Regions from separate parts of the Cyprinus carpio genome. Here region 1 is linked to region 2. The links are chromatin contacts, called in public Hi-C maps. All regions are on one chromosome and are shown on one strand. Each heading gives the region's core, a stretch centred on a gene start, on an enhancer-like site or on the middle of the called end of the contact. The rest is flanking DNA. Distances are from core to core; before and after follow the strand shown.

Region 1 (5,300 bases), core at 575-3,074, 43 kb before region 2:
ATCAGTGAGCTGCGTCTCGGGCCGATGCTGTCACTTCCAGGGAGGCATGCTGTACACGCCTCTGTCCCTTGACTCCACCCCCACGTCAAAACAGTGCCAGAAAGTGAGACGCGCAGAAACGTGAAGCGCAAAGGGAAAAAAACGGTATGGCAAACTCAAACTTGACTGAAACGCAAAATAAAAGCAGCACTGCAAATAAATTAGTAGATATGGCCATGGAAAATATGTATTGAAAATCATTGCTTTTGCGCGGTTTCATTTATATTTCGCAATTCTTTATTTTTGTTTTCAAAAAGCACATTTATTTTTCTTAATACTTAAATTTTTGTTTGCAAAACTTCATTTTCTTTTGCAGAACTTTGTTCTTTTGCATATATATGCGGCATTATATTGACTCCATACAACTACACTGTAAAAAAAACAAAAAAACACCAGTAGTTGAGAAGACTTATAGCAACCGGTTTCATGACTTTTTTTTTTTAACTTTGAATTTAACTTAGTTTTTAACTTGAGCTCAACATAGAGAAGAATTACTTGTCAACTTAAAGTCGGTCTGTGCTTTCAGCACACATAATAAAACAAGTTTTATAAACTTGTGAATCCAAGTTTAAGAAGATGATATTAATATTGCACATTATTAAGGTAAAACACTCTTATTTTGGCAGACCTTTCCATTAAACAATTAAAGGTTGCTTAACGTGTGAGTTAGCTGCACAAATGCAAAAGTTCATAGAGGTGTTTCTATGCATCAAAATACATATAAAACTTGCTCTTTAAAATTAAAGAAACTTCACCAAAGCCACAACTACCTATCCTCATAATGAAACAAAACATGACTTTTAAACAGAACTTATTAAAAACACTAAACAGGTCAACACCGATAGCCTTGTATGGGCAGTGTGCCGACATATAGTGCTTCTATACCGTTCTATAGTAATAAAAGGCAAAAATGCAAGGTATTGACATTGTAAGTGTGACATTGTAAGTTCTTGATGTCCTAAAAGTTGACTTTAATATTTTATGTAGTGTCAATTTTTTCCACAGTCAGTCTACTATCCAAATAGAGTTTTCTGACAGAATGGAAGTTGCAATAAAGTTGCCAAAAATAATACCAAAATGCTATTACAACCCACGACAGAACTTGATGCTATTTATTAGGAGTTGGAAAAAAAGTGGCTGTAACATTGCAAAATGGAGCTAGGTGGTCTGAGAGAAAAGGTTGCGAAAAGACATTTGTGATATCAGCTGAAAAGTAAAGGCGTTTCAGATGCAAAGCAAGTGTTAAGACTTGATGCAAGCATTCCGTTAGAATGCATCAGCTTGCCACAGCTCACTTAATGTGAATAGATCTTGAGGTGAGTTCTGTGTGATCCTGCTCTGTCAGGGGTTGTTCACTAGGGGGCACTGAAGTTCTGTGCTTTTTCTCCTTCCAGTCCTCTATTCCAGTCATTAATCTCTGTCGTATGTTGGCCTACAGCGCATGGACACCTTCCAGCCCCTTAAATGTTCTGGATGTTCCTCCTAACTCCCTGATGGCCTTTGTTTGTTTGTGTTCTGCCTGTATCCTCATCCCACGTTTATCCACCCTCACAAAGACTTACTCTTTTGTTTGTAGTTTCAACTCTTCCCTTGTACTGATCGAAACTCTTGACATGCATTGGAGCTGACGCACAGGGGTTAACGCACTTCAACGCGTGTTTATCTTTTCCGTAGTAGAGGGAATGCTAACAACATCTTGCCCAAGCACGCACAAACGTTGACACAATTCTTACACACATTCGCACCCTCTCGATTGCTGCCCGGTTGACCGTGACCTCTGATCCCTGGCCACCGCAGGACTGAGCGGGTGGGCCTTTATGGGACCTCCTGCTGCGGCGACGACTGCTCTGCGTCAGCTCCCTAATCTCATCCAAACCTGTGGAGCGCGAGCTGTTGCAAGAATGTCCTGATGCATTCTGGGATTGAATACAGAGAGGTCACAGATGGAGTGAGGAATGACTAAACAGGAGTGGCACTGACCTCGCTGCAAAACAAAAATGGCTCACTCGTGAGATCATGGTTTGTTATGATTAATCGGTGTGCTGATTGGACTTAATTGGAAAATCGAGTGGGCCGTAATGACACAAGCCAGTGTGTTGGACTACCTCACACTTCAAAGAGCCCATGTGCTCCCAGGTCAGCTGACCGTGGCATTACCCTGGGATTTTCTAAAGAGACGCTGAATATTTAGAGGTCACGGAAACTCAGTATAATCGCAATGATATAACGCTGACTCTTTGGTCTGGATATATTCCCCATAGTCAGGACCGTTTACTTTCTGCATAACCCTGCCGCCAGCTTGTCCGACATCTCCATGTGTTTGTCTTTAGTTTTATGTGTTTTTATGGCAGGCATCTTCATCCTGCGGGTCACTCCGCTATTGCTTATTGTTGTTTTGTTCAATTTCTCTTCCTCTGTGCAAGTGTTTTTGTGAGTCTTGTGATTTGTGCGCTGACGTGTACTTGTCAAACATTTTGACAGGTCGCTCACTGTTATGACTTTTTGGGTCTTTTTGTTTACAATCTGTGTGTACTGTGGCTGTGTTCTGAACAGCATACTATCTCACTATTTCTGCAGCATAGAATGTATGTACTGATTTTCTTTTTGCATGGAAGACTGACTGCATTCTCCAAAATGCAAGGTGCACACATCTCACATATTCTGCGCTATTCTTTGCTATGAATTCACGTGCTTTTAAAAGGAAAGGATATTGTACCTTTCTAAATGGATACCTTTCTAAATGTCAGAGTGCATAGTTAAGTGTAAGGCTCTAAAACTGCCATTCAAAAGTTTGAAGTTTATTGGATCAAAAATACAGTAAAAACAGTAATATTGTGAAAAAATATGATTTAAAATAACTTCTATTTGAATATATTTTAAAATGTAATTTATTCCTGTTGAAAACAGTGCTGCTTAATGTTTTTGTAGAAATACATTTTCAGGATTGTTTTCAGAAAAGAACAACATTTATTTACTGTAAATATTTTTGTTACAAAGTAAAAAGTCACTTTTGATCATTTTAATGCATTCTTTCTGAATAAAATATTAATTTATTTTTAAAAACCAATTACACCAAAATAGTGTAACTTGGGACACATTTGCTTTATACATACAAAAATTATTGGAGTATGTTTTCCCAAGAAAACACTGTCAGTCTATCTCAAAATTTCATGTTTGTTTCTTTGAAATAATTTTCGCTCAAAAATTGCCAGCAATTTTCATAAATAATTAAAATGTGAATCATGCACCACATTTATTATTATTATTATTATTATTATTATTATTATTATTATTATTATTATTTTTTTTTTATTTTTTATTTTTTTTATTTATTTTTTTTATTTTTATTTGCGTGTACCTAAAACATGAGAGTTGTATAATCTTTTAATTTGTTTATCAAACACACATTTGTTTATCAAACCTGAGTTTTAGTAGCTGTGCTCTTCCGAATTCATTAATGTGGGGTTTGTTTGTGTTTCTTGGATTGGATTGCTTTTCAAACGTTTTAAATTGAGATTTTTTGTTTTGATACAGGAACGAATGATACACATCGAATGATTCACATCTTAGTTAAACACTGAAACGAAACAAAACGAAAGTCTTTAAACCATTATATAAAACATATTTTGACAAGTAATGACTTCAGTTGCACTCAAGTTTATAAACAAGGCTCGCATCTGATAACATCTTCTCGCGTAGGTAATTTCGTTTGGACTCTTTAAACATGCGCCTTTTTTGTAGTAACTTGTTTGACGTTTTCCTCCGCAAAGAAGATGCTTTTGTTAGTTTGTGTTTGGTTGTTCTTATCAGAATATGATCAGAGAGTTTGCTTGGTCCCGAGACTTTTATTGGATGTCCTCAGTCATTTAGTGCACAATACAAAAAAAAAAGTTTGTTTCCTGTTTTCATGATCTGAATGTTATTTATGTTACACACACAAATAAACTGAAGAAATACTGCAGTGTAGTGTGTGTGTGTGTGTGTGTGGCCAGCGTTTGTGATTATGATGGCCCTCTGCAACACACTCAAGCGCATTACACATAATATGCAAATTTATATCAGTTTACATTCATTTGTGAATGTAAGTAATGACAAAGGAATGGTTAAAGATGGTTTAAGCTCGACAGGCTGCATTTATGGACATCTTGGAAGTGTTTTGCCTGGAAGACTCTAATCCATACTGAAGGTATGCAGGGTTGTGTTGAGCTTAACTGTAACCACATTTGCCCACGTCAGAGCTTGTGTGTGTGTGTGTGTGTGTGTGTGTGTGTGTGTGTTGCTAGCATGCAGCATGTGGCCAGTTTGCAAACGTAGCTGACCCACCTCGTTACCATGACAGCGCCCTGGCCTAAGTTCAGACCAGACTGTGTGCATTAGCGGTTGAAACAGGATGTGGTGTGTTTTTTGTGTATGTGTGTATTTTACATAGCTGAAGTCACAACATGTGTGTTTGAAACACTGGCTCTTGAGCTAAAGTTAGCCCTGTATGGGCTGTTTCAGTTAGACATGAAGAGAAAAAATGTTTTACTAGATGGTCTATCTTAAACACAGAGGCTTAGCTAAATAAAGATACGTTTATGTGTGTCACACACGCATACACTTTCACTGTCTGTCTTAACACACATGCATTTGTCTCGAGTGAAATTCCCAGGGTTTATTCCAGCCGCGCTGCTTTCTAAGGAATAAACAAGCTGGGCCTGTGAGCCGCGTGTCCCTGCAGCGCTCCATCAGAGGCTGCGCTAATGAGAGCTTTATAGAGCTGTAAAGAGCACAGACTTTAGGAAGTGGTTTACAAACCAGACCTTTAAAGCTTGCAGTCTCTTTCTCTCCTCTCCTCTCTTTGTGTGTCACTTAGGCTCTGTTCCAAAATCTAGTGAGCTGCATACATAGGCAGCACGTTCCTGACATATACGGTGTTCCAAAAGGAAATACCTTCTTTTGGCAGAATTGCACGTATCCATAGCAGAGGAAACAATCCCATAATGCACTGTGATGTGAAATGACACTTACAATAGTTTTTTGTTATAAAGCCTGATTTGCAGTAGGTCAGGAAATTCTAATTTTGGACTGAAACCTCAATGCATTATTATTGATAACTATATTTATACCAGACATTTTATAACACACCTCTGCATGACTTGAGCATCTTTTAATTTTCACAAAGGTGTTACTTTTCTACAGTTTAGTGATGGTTCTGAATGTGCTGTGAGTGTACTGTTGCTTTAGTAGGGCATGCAACATTGATTGAATGATAAACTGCA
Region 2 (5,677 bases), core at 2,437-4,936:
GTTTACAAAATGTTAAACGTGACAAAAATTCTCCACAAAAGCCTTACAACACTACAAAAGTATTTACAAAAAACAACACACACAAAAAACTGTTTTTTAAAATTGACTTAAAACTTTAAACACTCTAGAAAACAAAACTTCATAAAATGATTTGCATCACAACTTCAGACACTCAACTAAGCTTTACAAAAAAATACAAAAGCTTCAGAGAACTTAACACAACCTCACAAATGCAGTGCAGAACTTTACAAAATGTCAAACATTAAAACCTTGAACACTATCCAAAAACATGACAAAAAATTAACTATTTAACAAAACTTGAAACAAAATTGCAACTTTACAAAACTTTAAAAACTCTACAAAACAACACATCACAAAAAAGATTTAAAAGATATAATTTCAAGCTTAACAAAACACGATACAAAAACTGTGACTTGAAAACTTCACAAAATGCAGTGCTAAACTTAACTGACAAACACTCTACAATCCCCCCACCCCCCAACCTTACAACAACCACTACAGAACAAAATACAGTAGGGAAAAAAAACTTTACATAAAAATAAACAAAAAATTACAAACCCAGAAATGTAAAGCAATTAAATTAGGACTTTGGACTATATGCGTACTAGGAGTAAAGATATTTTTGATTCTGATTATTGTTATGATTTTAAATTAGGACTTGAGATTTACCGTAACCCTGATCACAGATCCGGTCCTGAGATTAGTGAATTCAGCTAAATAACACATGGCTTCATGTGGGGATTCTCTCTGATTAGCTGAATAAACATCTACACTGTAAAAACCTGCTGGACAAGAGCTACTCACAGCTGTGTCTCTGAATGAAACCGGCTGAATGTCATTTAATTTCCATTCACAGACTCAATACACACAAACGCAGTTTCAGCTCAGAGCTTTAGCTCTGCAAAGTGAAATGGCAGGCGATTTCCTGTTTAGAAAAAGGGGTCGCGTTTCAATTCCTCATAAACACTCAACCAACCATCAATTATCCTGCTGTTTTGCCATTTCTGTCATTAAGCTATGTTCAAGCTGACGGGAATCGGCTTTTCTGGAAGGACGTGTGTGTTTGTGTCTGGAGATGCGTGTTTTTGTATGTGTCTGTTGCAGTGTTTTTGGCTGACTGGGAGTGTGTGTGTTCTTAAAAGCTGTTTTATTGGCCAACTGTTAATGTTTAAAGTGCTGCTGTTAGGCTCTAGACTCTGGATATGGCCTGGTTTCCAGGGGGTAAGTCTACTGTTCCACCAAAGCATTCTGGGAAGTGATGAGGAAAGTTAAGTTAATTTGCTCTGTGGGCTCAAATGGCAGCGCTAATAAGAAAATATACATCAAACTGCAATTGCACTAAAGCCTAGTGCCTAAATCCATTCTGAACATATTCATTTTAGTCTTAAAACTAAATCCACATTGGTTTTGTCATGCGCTTAAATATAATATAATGCACTGTAGTATAAAAGACTGAAATTGCCATTTAGAAAGATGGCTTAAATGCCTTTATTTAAGGCTCTTGTGCACTCCAAGAAATAATAATCAACCAAACAAGCCTAAATAATGTCAACAAACCACTGTAAGGTACCTGGCCTGTCACGGGAAAGGAAAGGAGAGACGGTGGGGGTCTGAGGAGAAGAAAAACAAGTCTTCCGTTAACTCCCTCGCTCTGCTGAGGGGAAAGCCAAGGGCCTGAGCTGAACCATATGTGTTTTATGTGCAGGGGGATGGAGGGAATGTTACTGACAGACAGGAGGGTGGAATACGGGAATGTTCATATGGATGAAAGGAATATGGGTTGAGAGGTGTGGCTGGCTAATGAAAGCATTGAAAATATTCACAAAACATCCTGGACAGACTTCAGCACATTTTCTGTCTCATGCTCCTTGTGTATGATTAGTCAGGGTAGATGCCATATTTATTTAGATGTGAATGAAAACAAGGATGTGTAGGATAGATCTAAAGTCTGTTATACTGTTGGAAAGCCTGTGATCGCTCACACGATGCAACACTGAAAATATGACTTATTTTATATAAATACGACATCTAGCCTGAATAAAGTCTCCATTTCTTTTGGTGTTTCACAGGTCTTGCAGGTTCTCGCTGTCCTCCCTCTTTCTTGGCTGCTGCCCTGGAGAGATGGGATGACGTCTTTGAGCTGTCTGGAGGTTCTAGAGCATCTCCTCACACTGCTGGAAACCTCTACTCACAGGTGAGCCATACTGATGAAACTATAGCATCCGTTTTGTTTGTTTTTTTCCATGGACTGTTGAAATATTCCAGAAAATGAGTTTTTGACCAACATTCATCATGATAATCTTCACAAATGAACACTACGTATGAATTTTTAAGCATCAATACAATCGGCAAAAGTAAAAAGCTATACACTATAAACAAACCAGGAAAAAGACTCACTGAGATTAAAAATCTCTTTTACAGGAGTGTCCTGGCCGAGTTTGTGTATACAAATAAACAACAAAATTACAACATAGAATACTAAAGCCATCATACAAACAAATAACCAATTAAAAACAATTACACACCATTAATTCACTGTCTAGATGACTTAATGATTTTTTTTTAATAATTATGAGACAAAAAGTTTGAGTTAAAACAGAATAGTTCCCAAAACGCAATTTATAAACATGATGCTGTGAAGGAGAAAAAAGTTTTATATTTATGAGACAAAAAGTTTGAGTTAAAACAGAATAGTTCCCAAAACGCAATTTATAAACATCATGCTGTGAAGGAGAAAAAAGTCCCAAGACACGTTGTATTTTGTGTTGTCAGAATAAAGCGTGAACAAATCTTGAGCTTGTGTAGACCACTAACCTTATTTCAGGCATTTAACCAAAAACCCATAAAAAAAAAACAACAACAAAAAAAAAAAACCTTGACTTTGAGACGTCAAAACCAGAAGTGGATGAACAATCATAAGTTACGATATTTAGACATTAGACATGTCTACCAGATTTTTATATATATATATATCATTTGCTGTTATTAAATTATGTATGTAACATTTTCATTTTTATTAAATTTTTTATGTAATTATTTCATTTGCTGTTATCAGACTATGGACTGTATATTTTAAATGGTGCAGATATGGAAAGCACAGCTGACACAGAAGTCACTTTCAAACCAAGCAGCTTTCTGTTTGACAAAGTGGTGAATCCTTGTGGCCAGCTTGAACCTGTTACAAAATCCGCATGGATAAATCTTTCAAAATTCCCAGTAGAAAGTGATTTCCCATTGAAAAACTGGATTTCTCCTTTAAAAATTCACCAGACATGATGAACATTAATTTTCCATTCGCATCCAGTTGTGCACACACCAGATTTAAAGGCTTTCTATTGCATACTAGATCGCACCAGCACCCTAAAAACATAGCATGCTCTCAGCAGCTGTGGACTCCAACAAACCTCCTCATTGTTGAGGCAGTGGTTTGAGGTGGTGGAGATCCCTCTGGGGAGGCGAGAGGTACTCTGTTGAGCGGCTAGCTCTGTTAGCGGGAAGCGTAATGGCTTCAGATGTGGGCTCCGACTACAAAAGAAACCACACATACCTGTGGTCGCCAGCCGGCCCGTGTACATCAATCACCCTTTCATACCTACGGCAGAGTGGGAAGGAGATAGATTTACACATTAAAGGGTCACAGCTACCTGTGCTTTCAATTGAGAGAGTGTTCGGATACCTTTACATAGGGTTATTCCCTATAATTTGTGGGTATGTACATGCTAGGAGGTTGTGTGCATGTCTAAATGTGTGTTTATGTGGCAGCAGGTGCAGTTGGATTGTTGTTTTTGGCTCCTAGATGCCTGTAGGGGCCTCAGAATACCAGACACCTTCACATCCCAGTGCGCAGTGAACACAGGACGTCGGTATTACATTACAAAGACTCCCGCTCCCTGCAACGCTCGCACGCTTTCAATCTCTCCCCTTAAGTTCAGTGTTGTGAAACGCTTCGCGGCGTATTGCTATTTGTACAGTGTGACATGATACATGTCTTTTGTAGCAGTCTCCCTGTGATTAAGCAACACCGTAGTACTTACGGTTAGCTGTGTGTGTCTGCGATTGTGTAATGCACTTGGACGCTTGCAGTGTTGTGTAATGGCACTTTTGCTGAGTGTATTTTGGTAGCCGTGTTCTGTTGGACAACACATGTTGGTTTACACCTGTTCTGAGATCGAGTTAGTAAAACAGCCCCTCTGGACTCGGCCTGGGGCGCGTGTTCAAGTGTGTGTCAGTGTGTCGTCAGTTTATGATCTGATAGCATTTATGATCAGGGTCCAGACGGTCGTGGCAAAATCTGGAAATTCTAAAATGGTTATTTACAGAACTGGAAAGTTCAAGAGTGAGAGAGTTAATAACAATGATGATGATGATGATAATAATACAAATAATAAAATCCTGGAAATTTCTGTAATAAATATGATTTTTATGAATAATTAATTGACTTCATATTTTGAATTTTTGTGTACTAAAAATGCTTATAAATTTCATTTCATTACAAATAAAGGGCAAGTGGTACACTGAATTAAAAAACAATTCTGAAGAAAATACTTTTTTTTTCTTGTAAAACCCTCCAATTATCTTTGTAATAGTTGTAATAATTTTTTACAGTGCAGAACCTTACAATGCTAGATTAGACTTTATTTACTAATTTATTTATTAATTCATTAATTTTCTTATTCTATTATTTTTTTATTCATTATGTATTCTAGGTGAGTTTTGTATCATGTATGTCATAAATATAATATAATATAATGTAATATAATGTAATATAATATAATATATAATATACTATAGTGTGTGTGTGTGTGTGTGTGTGTGTGTGTGTGTGTGTGTGTGTGTGTGTGTGAGTGTGTGTGTTTATTTATTTATTTATTTATTCATTCATTCTATGGGAGTTATTCCTTTTTAAAATGTTTTAGTGAATCATATGAATTCATTTATCAGCATTCACAAATGTTCATGGAAGTCCCTGTGTTGCATGTATGGAAATGCATGAAAGAAAATGTGTTGTTAGCCGGTCAGTGAATTTACATGGCAACCCTGTAGAGAAAAAAAAAGAAAAAAAAAAAACAATGTAAAAAAAACATGCCTCGAGCCATCAAAATGACCTATGACAATATTTGATGTATTTTTGTTGTATGTAATAAAGTGAAGTATGCAGATGCTCTTGTGTGTGTTTCAGTGTGGAGCTCTACTGTGCCGCTCTCTCCCTGACATCTCAGCTGGTGCTGCACCTGGCCGAGTCAACGCCGCAGGTAAGGAAGAAGAAAAGAAACAAGAGACAGAGGAAGAGAAAGAGTGAAGCATTGTGTTGGAAGTTTCCAGACAGACTTAAGCAAGTTAAACTGGACACTCTATCACTCTCTATCTAGACTGGAGCAGATTACAGATACTTAACCTTAAAACGGCTTAACATTCCGCCTCATCTCACTACAAATATGAAAATCCCTGGGAAAAAAGAAAGAGCATATGTGCTTTAGCTTAACCACAGGCTCTGGAAAGATTAACCTGTTTGATTTCACATGAGTTTTTAAGAGTTGTTAACATTGTTTGCAGTTTACTGAAATGTTTGTGAATGGTTGTTAGACGATTAGCCGCTAGGTGTGATGAAGTGGAGGGGGATTGAGCTTTATGGCTTCCGATATTTATTTCACGTTGA

The links. A called contact is a pair of places that touch in the nucleus more often than the background predicts.
Region 1: a contact with region 2 is called in a Hi-C map of skeletal muscle, with 4 times the contacts expected there. The contact joins two enhancer-like sites. A contact is called at or near these places in 3 of 8 Hi-C or Micro-C datasets (liver and skeletal muscle).

What each region holds. Positions count from the first base shown.
Region 1 is chrB13:9,479,870-9,485,169 of ASM1834038v1, reverse strand. All of the region lies in intron 27 of thada (thyroid adenoma-associated protein), which reads left to right. Among protein-coding and RNA genes, the nearest start is that of thada, 44 kb to the left of the region's middle. Within about 2 kb of position 1,824, at least 1 of the 8 cell types and tissues checked has an H3K27ac peak or open chromatin away from gene starts, as enhancers often do. A contact at or near this core is called in skeletal muscle, where this site is marked.
Region 2 is chrB13:9,438,165-9,443,841 of ASM1834038v1, reverse strand. thada (thyroid adenoma-associated protein) reads left to right here. Exons shown (of 39, transcript XM_042736377.1): 34 at 2,091-2,215; 35 at 5,201-5,273. Among protein-coding and RNA genes, the nearest start is that of LOC109076348, 17 kb to the right of the region's middle. Within about 2 kb of position 3,686, at least 1 of the 8 cell types and tissues checked has an H3K27ac peak or open chromatin away from gene starts, as enhancers often do. A contact at or near this core is called in skeletal muscle, where this site is marked.